Linked DNA regions of Urocitellus parryii: region 1 is linked to region 2. The links are chromatin contacts, called in public Hi-C maps. All regions are on one chromosome and are shown on one strand. The core of a region is the stretch at or near the end of the contact, and the rest is flanking DNA. Distances in the headings are between cores, read along the strand shown. Region 1 holds the start of Nt5c3a (5'-nucleotidase, cytosolic IIIA). Region 2 holds the start of Avl9 (AVL9 cell migration associated).

Evidence for each region. A called contact is a pair of places that touch in the nucleus more often than the background predicts.
Region 1: a contact with region 2 is called in a Hi-C map of liver, with 3 times the contacts expected there. The contact joins the promoter of Nt5c3a here to the promoter of Avl9 in region 2. A contact is called at or near these places in 2 of 2 Hi-C or Micro-C datasets (liver and muscle).

The regions. Positions count from the first base shown.
Region 1 is chr3:89,888,468-89,894,859 of mUroPar1.hap1, reverse strand. Nt5c3a (5'-nucleotidase, cytosolic IIIA) reads left to right here and starts at 1,276. Exons shown (of 9, transcript XM_026401558.2): 1 at 1,276-1,684. The coding sequence starts at 1,547.
Region 2 is chr3:89,607,270-89,613,434 of mUroPar1.hap1, reverse strand. Avl9 (AVL9 cell migration associated) reads right to left here and starts at 4,501. Exons shown (of 16, transcript XM_026401580.2): 1 at 4,187-4,501. The coding sequence starts at 4,279.

The sequences.
Region 1 (6,392 bases), core at 27-2,526, 280 kb before region 2:
GCTATTCAGAGCATGCTATGTGCCTTTTCCTATCCTCTTATTCACTGTCTTGTCAGCATCAGAAACTAGGTGCATCACTAAAACCAAGATACTCTCCTCCTGAGTATCCAAGGTCAAACAACATAATGAATAAAACTGTTGAAGTGTCAATAAAACAGCAAATTCCTGGGACCTCCAAGATTTGTGTTTTCTTCCACTCCTCGCCTATATCTTCTCTTAACAGCTACGTCAATTCATCCTCATCACAGGGGAAAGGATGTTTATCCAGGACATGGCATTAGTATGAAATACTGACAATAAGATGAACCACTGACTACTTCCTCAAGGTTGATGTTTACTGAAAGCACTTAAAACGCCACTCCTACCACCTTTCACGTTTGTCAGACTATCTCTCTTTGAAACTAGCTTGATATTCTCTTGGCCAATGCTGTTTCTCCCTTCTGCCAGAACAAGAAGTTCCAATTTACTCTTGTTTCCAATGCAGTTGTGTCTTTATATCTGATTCTACTGATGAAGGGCACAAGAACCCACCAAGCCAGTAACAGAACCATCAAATTCTTCTTCCCTTCAGTGGCTCAGGATGATATATAAACCTCAATCACTTGGCCATTTCTTTGAGTGTCGTATTTTTGTGGCCCTCCCATAAGCACGTATGTAAACTGTTTTTCTCCTATTAGGTTTCTTTTTTTTTGGGGGGGGGTGCAGGATGAACTGGGATTTTTGAACCCAGGGGCCCTTTATCACTGACCTACATCCCTAGCCCTTTTTATTTATTTACTTTTTAAGACAAGATATCGCTTCATTGCTTAGGGCCTTGCAAAATGAGACTGACCTGGAACCTGCCTCAGTCGCCCGAGTTGCTGGGATTACAGGCGTGCAACACGGTGCCCAGCTTCCCCTGTATCCCGTCACCCCCCAAAGACAAGCAGGGGAAACATTTATCCCCTGGAAGAGACCGGCAGGCGAGAACAACTGTAAGTCAAGCTGATAACACAGAGGAGGGAAAGATGCAGGAGGCGGCGACAGCGAGATAGCAGAAAAGGGCTGGCCAGCGGAAGGGACACCTCCCCAGTAAAGCCAAACTCCAAGCCCTCGCCCTGTTCTAGCACTTTACAACGGACGCTACTGCGCAAGTCACACGCTGCGGCCGCGCAGCCCACTGGGGGCTGTAGTCCAGAGAGGCTGAGGCCCAGGAGGCGGGACCGGTTTCTGGGTGGGCCGCGACTGGAATCCGATGTCAACTGGGCGGAGCTCGTTAGCACTGCCTACTAGATTTCAGCAGAGAGAATTAGCGCAGTTCTCTCTGTTTGTGGCAGTTCCTTAGAACAAGGCTGTGGGAAAGCCCCACCGCCCACCGGGGATCCGGGCGCAGGCCCCACCCCTCGGCCCTCGTGGGCGGGGCCTCTCCAGGGCGAGCCCGCGTAGAGCGGCGCTTTGGGCGGGGCGTCGTGCCTCTGCGGCGTGCACGGCTCCCGCGCTTCCGAGGCTCGCCGCCTTGGCTAGCGGCCTTTACTTTTCCGGGCGGGAGGCACACTAGGGCCTGTCCATGGATCGGGCAGCCGTGGCTAGGGTGGGCGCGGTAGCAAGCGCCAGCGTGTGCGCCCTGGTGGCGGGGGTGGTGCTGGCCCAGTACATATTCACCTTGAAGAGGAAGACGGGCCGCAAGACCAAGATCATCGAGATGGTGAGTGTGGGGGCCCGGCGCCCCGAGAGTGTGTAAGGGACCAACGCCGCTGTCCGTCCGGCCTCGCCTGCCAGCACGGTGCAGCTGCTGCAGTGCGAAGGGGCGCCGAGTGCGTAATCGATCAGGCTGGGGCCTCGCCAGCTAAGGGGCATACAGCTTCGGGGTCCAGCGCGGGGCGACTCCGCGGCTTGGTGACCTGGGCTTGATTCCCGGATCGAGTCCTTTGTTTTCTCCGTTTGGATGAACAGGGCAGAGAATAGATGCTCCAGGGAGCAACTACCTCGTGCTGCAAAACCCATTTCTCAAGAGATAAAGGGATAAACTGCAAGTCTTTCTCTGGACTGCACCTGCTCAAACCGTTGCGACTAACCCAGTTCGAATTACCAAAGAGGAGTTTTTATGTCGGGGCTGCCATGAAATAAATACATTATGAAAACGTAACATCTCCACTGTTTTTTAAGAAATGCCAGCCCAACCAGTAGGAATTCAGAATAGTTTATTTTGTATTTGAATGTTATCCCTTCATGTATCAAATTCCCACGAAGTGTCCTTGTGCTCATTTTTCTCCAAAGCTCTTGCAAAAATGTTTGGAAAAAAATTTTTTTTGGAAATTTCCAACCTTATTAAACATTTTTTTCTGGAGAATTCCATTTGAGGTGCACTGTAAGTAATTTGTTGTTCCGAAGTTGGATATGTTTAGTTCAGTTTTGTTGTTGGTTTAGATTAGCCACGTCTATGAGAAGTCTAATATATTTACTGGAGTGCATCCTAAATATACTCCTGATAGTGTGCTGTACATGTGAACACCTGGGGATCAAGTGTTTATGACAAATAAGGTGAGAATCTATTACTGTTACTAATAGTAACGATATTAATAAAAGAGATGGTTTGTCCTGTTGACACACACCTGTAATTCCAGCGACTCAGGAGACTGAGGCAGGAGGCTCCCAAGTTCCAGGCCAGACTCAGCAATTTAGAGACCGTATCTCAAAATAAAAAGGGGTGGGGATGTGGCTCAGTGGTAAAGTACCCCTGGGATCAGTCTCCAGTACCAAGAAAAAACAAAAACCAAAAAAACCTGTTGGTCTCCATGGCACAGGTTGAATATAGGAATATTAAAAAAAAAAAAAAAAAACTTCATGTGTTTCATATTCCAATAATATTACTACATTCTGAATTAGTTTATTCTTGGGTTATTATACCCTATTTCTCTACCTTTGTAAGTTTAGAGTAACAAAGTTGTCACAGAAGTTTCATTTTGTTCTTCTTGTCCTGGTTAATGAACATCAGTAGCTTTCCTTTGCCCCAAAACCAAAGTTTATCCTACTTATGTGAGAAAACAATTACCCTATCTTCCTATATGTATTTAAACTGTGGACAGGCCCTTCAGAGAATCCTAAGGAAGAGTTTGCTTTCTTTGTGAAAAATAATGAAGGTTCTTCAAGGATGTTAACTTTGCTTATTTGTACTGTAGAAATTTGTTAAATCTTTCATGTGTACATAGTACACTATTTTAATGCAGAGTGTGATATGTGTGTGTCTTGCTAGCAGCTTTTCAATGGAAAATCTGGAAAAAGCTTTTTTTTTTTTAACTTTGGTAATTTTATTTTTTAAAAGTATTTAAAAAATGTTTTGGTACCTGGGGTTGAACCCAGGAGTGCTTAATCAGTGAGAACTATCCCCAGCACTTTTTATTTTTTATTTTGAGACAGGGTTTTTCTAAGTTGCTGAGGCTGGGTTTGAGCTTGAGGTCCTACTGCTTCAGTCTCCTGATTCGCTGGGATTACAGGCGTATGCCATTGGGCACTTAGTAATTTTAATAAGTTGCTTATTCAGATAGGAAAAGTATTCGACTGGGAGACCCAAAATGTGGGTTTGGGTCCTGGTTAATAATTGTTACAGGGGGTCTGCTCTGCCTGTCTCCTAACCTCTTACCTCCAAGAATCCATCCAAACCCATGAATGTCCAGTGGATACATATAGCTCTACTCAACAGCTAATGGAACTAGAGGTAACTACCTAATCAAAGTGGGATAGGAAAATAAATGATTTCTCGGACTTGCTGCAAATGGTTCATTTTCTCTTCCAATTGTTTTGTTTTGCTGTTGAAGTCAGGGGTGCTCCACCAGTGAATTATATCCCCAGTTCTTGTTATTTTTTATTTTGAAATAAGGTCTCAATAAGGTTGTTCATGCTGGCCTAGAACTTGTGACCCTCCTTTCTCAGCTTCCCCAGTCACTGGGATATAGGTGTGCACCACCATGCCCTGCTCTTCCAATCCTTAATTGAGAGATGGAGGGGAGTTGCCAGTGGGATGTACATGCTTCAGCGGAAATGTCTTGTGGGGTAGCAAACTAAATATATAGAGGAAGTCGGTCAGAAGACATGCTAGAAATGTTCAGAGCAGAGATAAGAGGAGCCACTTTAAATGAAGTTGGCTGTTTTTTGTTGTTGTTGTTTTTGTTGTTGTTTGTTTTTTATTTATTTTTTAGTTGTAGTTGGACACAACACCTTTATTTTTCATTTATTTTTTGTATGTGGTGCTGAGGATCGAACCCAGGTCTTGCACATGCTAGGCGAGCGCTCTACCGCTGAGCCTCAACCCCAGCCCTTGTTTTTTTTTTTTTTAATATTTATTTTTGGTTAGACACAATACCTTTATTTTGTTTACTTATTTTTATGTTGTGTTGAGGATCAAACGCAGACCCTCACGCATGCTAGGCGAGTGCTCTGCCGCTGAGCCACAACCCCAGCCTGAAGTTGGCTGTTTTTTTCCTTCCAAGTCTAATCCATCATCCCTTTGCATGTTACCTGAGACCATGTACCAACTACCCTATCTATTAATCGAGCAAGTTTGAATAAATTTCTTTCTTATGCCCCACATCTCTTTAAGATTACTAATTTTATCATAGTCAAAAACTTCTTCCCTACTTTTTTGTAATAGAGATGGAAACCAGGGGTGCTTTACTACAGGGCAACATCCTCAGCCACCTCTCCTACCTTTTTTGAAAATGTCTAATACTAATAATAGGTTTTGAAGGTCATTTCCTGCTCTTTCCCACCCCTCCCCCCCTTTTTGAGAGGTCTTATCAAGTTTCTTAGAATTGGTCTTGAACTTATGATCCTTGAACTTGTGATCTTCCCTCCTCATCCTCCTGAGTAGCTGAGGTTACAGGATACACCACCATACTCTGCTCAGATACTTTTTTTTTTTTTTCCTGTACCAGGGATTGAATCCAGGGACACTCAACCACTGAGCCATATTCCCAGTCCTTTTTGTATTTTATTTAGAGACAGGGTCTTACTGAGTTGATTGGGGCCTTGCTAATTTCCTGAGGTTGGTTTTGAAATCAGGATCCTCCTGCCTCAGTCTCCCAACCCACCGGATTACAGGCTTAGACCTCTTTTTCTTTTCTTTTCTTCTTCTTTTTTTTTAATGATACTTCATTTTTTTAAGTGAACTTTATTTTAGAACATTTTGTTATAATTTGTATAATTAATAATTAAAAATACATTTGTTATAATTAATAGTTCATTTATTATAATTAATAACTAATTATACTGGATAAATATTGGTATTTATTAAATAACTTTGCTTTTTCACATTTCCTTTATTTTTACCTGATGTCCTCTGTCCCAGGATCCCCTGTGTGCATAACCCCTTATACTTATCATGGTGTCTTCTTTCCTCTCCCGCACCCATTTCTTCCTACCTTCCTTCCTTCTTTCTTTGTGCTGAGGGTAGAGCATGCATACATGCTCTACCACTCAGCTACACTGCAGCCATTCTTCGCAGTTTTGAATAGTTGTGGTCATATATTTAGTAGAATGTCCCTCAATTGGGTTTTGTCTAAAATTTTTTCTTTATGATTAACTGAGTTTGGGGATTTGAGATATGTTATTTTCATCACATATCAAGGGTCCACAGTACCAAACCAATAGCTTTAACCTCATCACCTGGTTGAGGTAGTGCTTGTGGGCTTTCTCCTTACCCTCCTTCCATGCTCTTCTCTTTGGAATGAAGTCACTCTGAGAAATCCACTTTCAGAATGGGCAGCAATGCTCCACATGCTTGAGGATAGAGTATCTACATAAATTATTAGAAATTCTTCTATGCAGGATATTGGTCTATTCTCCCCTGTATAATTATTTATGTAATCATATTTCTCTCACTAGATTCAGATATTTTTTTATTTTTTGCAGTTGTAGATGGACAGCATGGTTTTGTTTTATTTGTTACTTTTATGTGGTGCTGAGAATTGAACTCAGTGCCTCATGCAAATATTTGAGGGGCTAGGGCTGTAACTCAGGGGCAAGTTTGAGTTACAGCCCTAGCCCCTCAAATATTTATTTTATTTTTGTTTAATTATTTTTTGGTACTAGGTATTAAACCCAGGGGTACTAAACCACTGAGGTACGTCCCCAGCCCTTTTTAGTTTTTATTTGGAGACAAAGTCTTGCTAAGTTGCTGAGGTTGGCCTGGAACTTGAGATCCTTCTTTTAGACTCTTGAGTCACTGGGATTATACGTGTGAGACACCTATAATTATTGGTTTTCAAAAAATTTTTCTTTTAAGATGATCTTTGGTGCATTCAGGGTGTAGACTGTAGACTTAAAATTTTTCTTTCAATGTAATTTGTTCATTCTGTATCAATTTCTAGAGCAAGGCCAGTAGGTCCTTGGCACAAGACTTAGAATATTTGCAAACT
Region 2 (6,165 bases), core at 3,252-5,751:
AGAAGTGGTAATCAACTTGACCCACAGCAACAGTTGAAAAAGCAGGTTAACAAAGCACACTCAAGCAAGTTAAAACCATCTCAAGTCAAGAGTCACAATCCTTGGGGCTGGGGATGTGGCTCAAGTGGCATGCGTTCGGCCCGGGTTCGATCCTCAGTACCACATACAAACAAAGATGTTGTGTCCACTGAAAACTAAAAAAATAAATATTAAAAAAAAGAGTCACAATCCAAAGAACCATGCACTTTAAAAGTGTATATATATATATATATATATATATATATATATTTTTTTTTTTTTTTTTTAAATTTATACATGGATATAATATCTGTTTTGTTTATTTTTTTTTATGTGGTGCTAAGGATTGAACCCAGAGCCTCACAGGTGTGAGGCAAGCACTCTTTACCACTGAGCCACAACCCCAGCCCAAGCCATGCACTTTTAATCCTTTACACCTGGAAGGAAATCTGAAGATGGGGAATGAGGCAGCAAATTAATCCATTCTAGGGTAATTTACATAATTACAGCCTCTCATAACACCTGACATACTGGTTAAAAACAACAGTAGTGTCCATAAAATATTTTAAGATGTGTGTAACACACACTTTCTAAAACATAAAATGAACTTGGATTTTGAGGGGTTAAGAAAATAAGAATTGTAAAACATCTAAAAAGACACTAATTTGCATAAGTGAGAAACATAGTTTAAGAATGAATATAAGGTACAGTGAAAATTCTAGTCCGTTGTTTTTATAATACTCATTTCTTCCTGGTTAAAAAAAAAAAAATCAACATTGTGCCAGGCATGGTGGCACGTACCTGTATTCTCAGCAACCCAGGAAGCTGACATGGGAGGACAGCAAATTCAAGGCCATGCTCAGAAACTTAGTGAGAACCTGTCTTGAAATTAAAAAGGGTCTGGGGATGTCACTCCCCAGTATCCTCGGTCAAAAAAACATTTTTCTTAATACTTTATAAAAACCAAGACTAAAAAGGGGGAAAGCAAGGTAAACAAAATGAAAAAAATTTTCTACCTTTTCTAATACTATATATACAATACCATGAATTTATACAAATTTGTCTCCAGCAAAAGTTTGGTTGTTTTTTTATTAAACTGACAGTTTTAATCAACTCAATGTCAGACTTTCATTCACTTTCTGTTTTCTGAGTGAACTGGCTGGGTTAGCAGCCCCTCTTAACACAATCTGGTTGGTATCTCCACTGGTTTTTTAGATGATTCACTCATCAAACCTTAACTCTCTCTCCCTCTCTCTTTTTTTTTTTAAGAGAGAGAATTTTAATATTTATTTTTTAGTTATTGGCAGACACAACATCTTTGTTTGTATATGGTGCTGAGAATCGAACCCGGGCCGCACGCATGCCAGGCGAGCGCGCTACCGCTTGAGCCACATCCCCAGCCCAAACCTTAACTCTCTTTAGGCTACAGAATCACAGTATCATCTATTCAACTTACCACCATTAAAGGAACAACAGAAAACTGACATGATTACTAGTAAGCCAAAAATGTTTCTCTAAGAAGTAGTAATAGTTCCATTAGGATAAATATTTGATTCTTGCAAAAACTATAGCTTTTAGTGCTTCATTTTCTGCTGTAATACAAGAGAGGTGGGTGTAATGTTAAAAAGCTGCAATAAATCAAGCCATTTTGAGCAACAACTGGGATTCTCATCTTTCACTGCACTGTGACAGAACCCTCTGCACTGTTTTCTATAAGTAACCCATATTTAACAAGTTTATTAAAAACAAAACCAACCCCCCCCCCAAATTGCCAGTCTTTGTGAAGCACCATATGGACCATAACAATAATACATTCATTTTTTAAAGGTTTTTTTACAACTTTATTTATTTTTAATATGGTGCTGAGTATTGAACCCAGTGCCTCACACATGCTAGGAAAGTGCTCTACCACTGAGCCACAATCCCAGCCCCAATTAATTCATCTTTATTTTCTAAGAGCCTACAACCTAAAAATGCTGAAAAGGATGTAGCTGAGCACAGTGGCGCATGCTTACAATCTTAGCTACTTAGGAGGCTGAAGCAGAAAGACCTCAAGTTTGAGGTAAGTTCTTAGCAAGAACTGTTTCAAAAAAAAAAAAAAAAAAAAAAAAAGAAGAAGAAGAAGAAGAAAGGAAAAGCTGTAGCTCAGTGGCTGAGGACTGGGGTTAAATCCTCACTACTACAAGGGGTAAAAAAAAAAAGATTTTTTTTGTTGGGGATGATGGAAAAGTTTTGGGTACAGAATGCAGTGATGATTACCCAATGCTGTGAACCTGTTACTAAACTGTAAAATTATGAATGGCTAAAATGATAAATATTATGTATACTTTTAAAAAAAGAGAGATGCAATTATATTGATTAGTGAGCTAGCTGTAAAATATACTCAAGTCCCAATCTCTCTGCATTTCAGTTTATTCATCTGGAAATTTAAGGGAGTTGGAGTGGATTATCTAACTTTCTTGTAAAATTCTTGTAAAGTATCTGATAATGGGAACTGGGAAGTAAAGAAATATTAAGCTATTTGGACGTGTTGGAGGTCACAGGAACTATGTGATTCCATGATGTCATCCAGATCTCCTGACTCTTGGTACAGTATTAATTTTACAAAACTAGTGATTTTACTTGTGTGCTAAAACACAAAGCCAGAAAAGGCAAAGAAATGTCAAAGTCTCCAGGTGCTACTTTAGCCCCCTGTATACTAAGTGTCTCTTAAACCTGTTGTTCAGTTTTCTCTAATCTCTAAGCAGTACTGCATGTCATTTCCTTTCTGAAAATATAAATTATATTACTTCTAACACACACACACACACACACACAAAGTAAAAAACACAATAAATCTTGACTTTTGGACGACAGCCAAATTTAAGAGATTTCAACCTATCTCCTACCAATGTAGATAGTTTCTTCTTTCTTGTCCAAAGCTCCATTCTGTGTGGTTCTGAAGTGGGCCTCCATATCTTTTTTTTACCCTGAGACACTTCTACAATGCAACAGCAGAATAAACACATATGGTGTGAGAAGCAATGCTAGTTCTGACTCCAGGATTGTTTTGCAGTGTGGCCTCAGCAAGCAAGATCATATTACCTCTTTGAAGTTTCAATTACTTCACCCATATCCAAAGAAAGTTATAAAGTGACTAGTAAGTTCAAACTAGTGAGTGCTACATTGGATGCTGTTTCATCCTTCTTGGTATCTTTCTATGCTGTCTTTATCTGAGGGATGAGGAATATATCTTATATTTAAGTAGTCTTTAAAACACATCTTTTCCCTCCCTTCACCACGTTTGTAATCATACTCTAACAACTGAACTCTTGCCAGTAAGTCTTCTAAAATGCTACATCTTCCGTGAAAGGCAGAAACCCAAAAGCTACCTTCTAGTGGTAGCAATCAGTATTTTCAATACTTTAAGAAAACATTTCACCTTAGTGTTCTCTGGCACATTATGACATCATTGCCTTCCAGTGTTTGCTGGTTCATTAAATAATCCTGTTTCTATTTGTTCCTTGGCCTTCAATACACAGATTGCAAATGTCCAATTTCAGATGCTGGGTTAAAGATCCAGTGAAGAACCTGAAAAAATGTCTATCTGTACAATTTGTTTGGTGAATACACTTTCTATTATTGCAATTATTTAGAGAGGTCAACCTCATCAAAAGGCAAGCTCTGGACAAGATCAAATAGCAAAAGGCCCAAGGTGGGGCGGGGTCAGTCGCCAACCCTAGCATGACAGATTCTAAAGCGTCCAAGACATAAACAAAGGAAGTTGATTTTCCTACACGGCGCATGCATTAGCCTCAACCTACTTGAGGCATTTGCGTGGAAGCCACTGCGCTCACAACCTTGAAAACCCAAGACCGAATGCTGGATTTTTGTAAGGATTTGCATTATGGGTGGACACCCCGCAAGTCAGTGGAGACACTGACGGATGGGGAAGAGAGTGGGACTATCTCCATTCCTCCCTCCCACTCCACCAAAGGAGGCCCTAAAAACCTAACAACCTACACGGACCAACCAGCACCTCCGCTGCTCATCAAGCAATTCTCAGGAGCAGAAGAAAGAAGGGGTTGAGGGGCAGATGGAAGAGAAGCAAGCTGAGCAGAGTGGTGGAGGGCAGCGGGCGCCCGCGAACGCGCGAACGGCCAGATGCGGGCGCGGGCCCTTTCCTCACCTGGCAGCCCTTCTTGTGGTGAAAGCCGACCACCACGATGTGCAGGACAGGCCCCCGGGGGCCACCCTCGCTACCGCGCCCGGCCTTCTCCATGGGGCCCGCACCAAGACGACTTCAACCGCCAAGGCCGGAGGGCCGGACGACCCCGCGGCCCTCGGAGGCCCAAGAGTGGCGGGCCTCAGGTGTCAACAAGAGGGCCGCATGAGGGCAGCGCAGGAGCCCCGGAGGAGGAGAGCAGCTCCCGCAGCTCCGCGCCGCCCCCCGCGGCCACGGCCGCTCTTCCTTCATCCGCTTCCGCGGCTTCCGGGCTGTCACCTGATGCGGCGGCCGCCGCCGGCGAGGCGCGGCGGGGCAGGACCGGGGAGGAGCCGGAGGGGAAAGGGCGGAGCCTGGGGAGGGGCGTGGTTAGAGGAAGATAGGTCTCCAAGACAGGGGCGTGGCCTTCGTGGTAGGTGGGCAGGGCTCATACGGAGAGGGCGGGGCCAGGGAGGAATCATCGTGGGGGGGCAAGGGCGGGGCCTCTGGGAGGTCCTGGGGGCGCTGTTGGTCACACCTGCTCCTCTTTCTTGAGATTTGACGTCAAGTTTTTTTCTCCTCCTGTTGTTATCTATTCTTCCTCCTTAAAATCTATGCCCCTTCCCTCCTTGTTCCTTAGCTTGCTTTCTTTGTGAACATCTTCTGTTCTCTCTTTAAGACCCTCCACCCTCTGGCTTAGAGTCTTTCTGCTCTGACATTCCTTTAAATATTTAAAAACAAGGAAGCAGATTGGCGAAGCAGAGTATCTTGTGTATTCAACCTTTAAATTGCTTACTTACCCGAGATTGCTTTTTGTTTTCTTCTTGGTTTTCTCATTTAAAATTTGTAAGACTTTGGGGGCAAAAAAGAGTTTGGAAGCTTTTTTACGGCCTAAAGCAGAACATCCTTGACAATAAAGGATGTTTACATGGAGACCTGTAAAATGATTATCTAGTCCCAAGATTAAATTTTTTTTCATTCCATCTTTTCATGTGTTTACTATTTAGCTTAGCACAAAATGTATGGATATGTTTGTCTAGGGTTTAATTCCTTTATTGATTGTATTATTTCAAAATTTTAAATCTACAAATCTCATATAAATTTAAAGTGAATAATAGAAATGCTAGCAGATTTAAAAAGTCATAGCCAGGGAAGTTTGAGAATTAAATAAAGTATAGCTGCCTGCTTCAAATACAATTTGATATTACTATAATAACTGGAATTGAAGCATATCTTCACTAAGTTGCATGTCCTTTAGTATAGGCAACTTTAGCATTTGATATTTTCCATATTTTGTCTTGAAATGTAAAAGACTTCCATTCTAATCTAAAGATATCTGAGAAAAACAGCAGTTTTCGAGTCAAGTTTAATTTCTATGATTCAGTAGAACTGTTTTTTTTTTTTTTTTTTTTTTTGGTGGAGGGGTACCAGGGATTGAACTCAGGAGCACTCAACCACTGAGCCACATCCCTAGCCCTATTTTTGTATTTTATTTAGAGACAGAGGCTCACTGAGTTGCTTAGTGCCTCACTGTTGCTGAAGCTGGCTTTGATCCTCCTGCCTCAGCCTCCTGAGCTGCTGGGATTACAGGTGTGTGCTACCATTCGAGGCCAGTAAAACTGTTTTAATGTTAATAAAATACTGAGAATTTTCAGTATGTTGCCATCCATTTTTTTTATATTACAAAACTTGGCATTGGCTCAGAAATGTGTGTAAAATTATATTGTTCCCTATAAATAGAATTTGTTAGTTATTTCTTGATATGCTACTTGTTTGATATGTCAACTATTTGCTGTGTTAAAATTTTCTTGATGTAAACTGCCCTGATATTTCCAACAATTGTAATAGCTAAAGTTTAAGTCTTACTTAAAGCCTTTTTTTTTTAAGGGAGAGAGAATTTTAATATTTATTTTTTAGTTTTCGACAGACACAACATCTTTGTTTTGTATATGGTGCTCAGGATG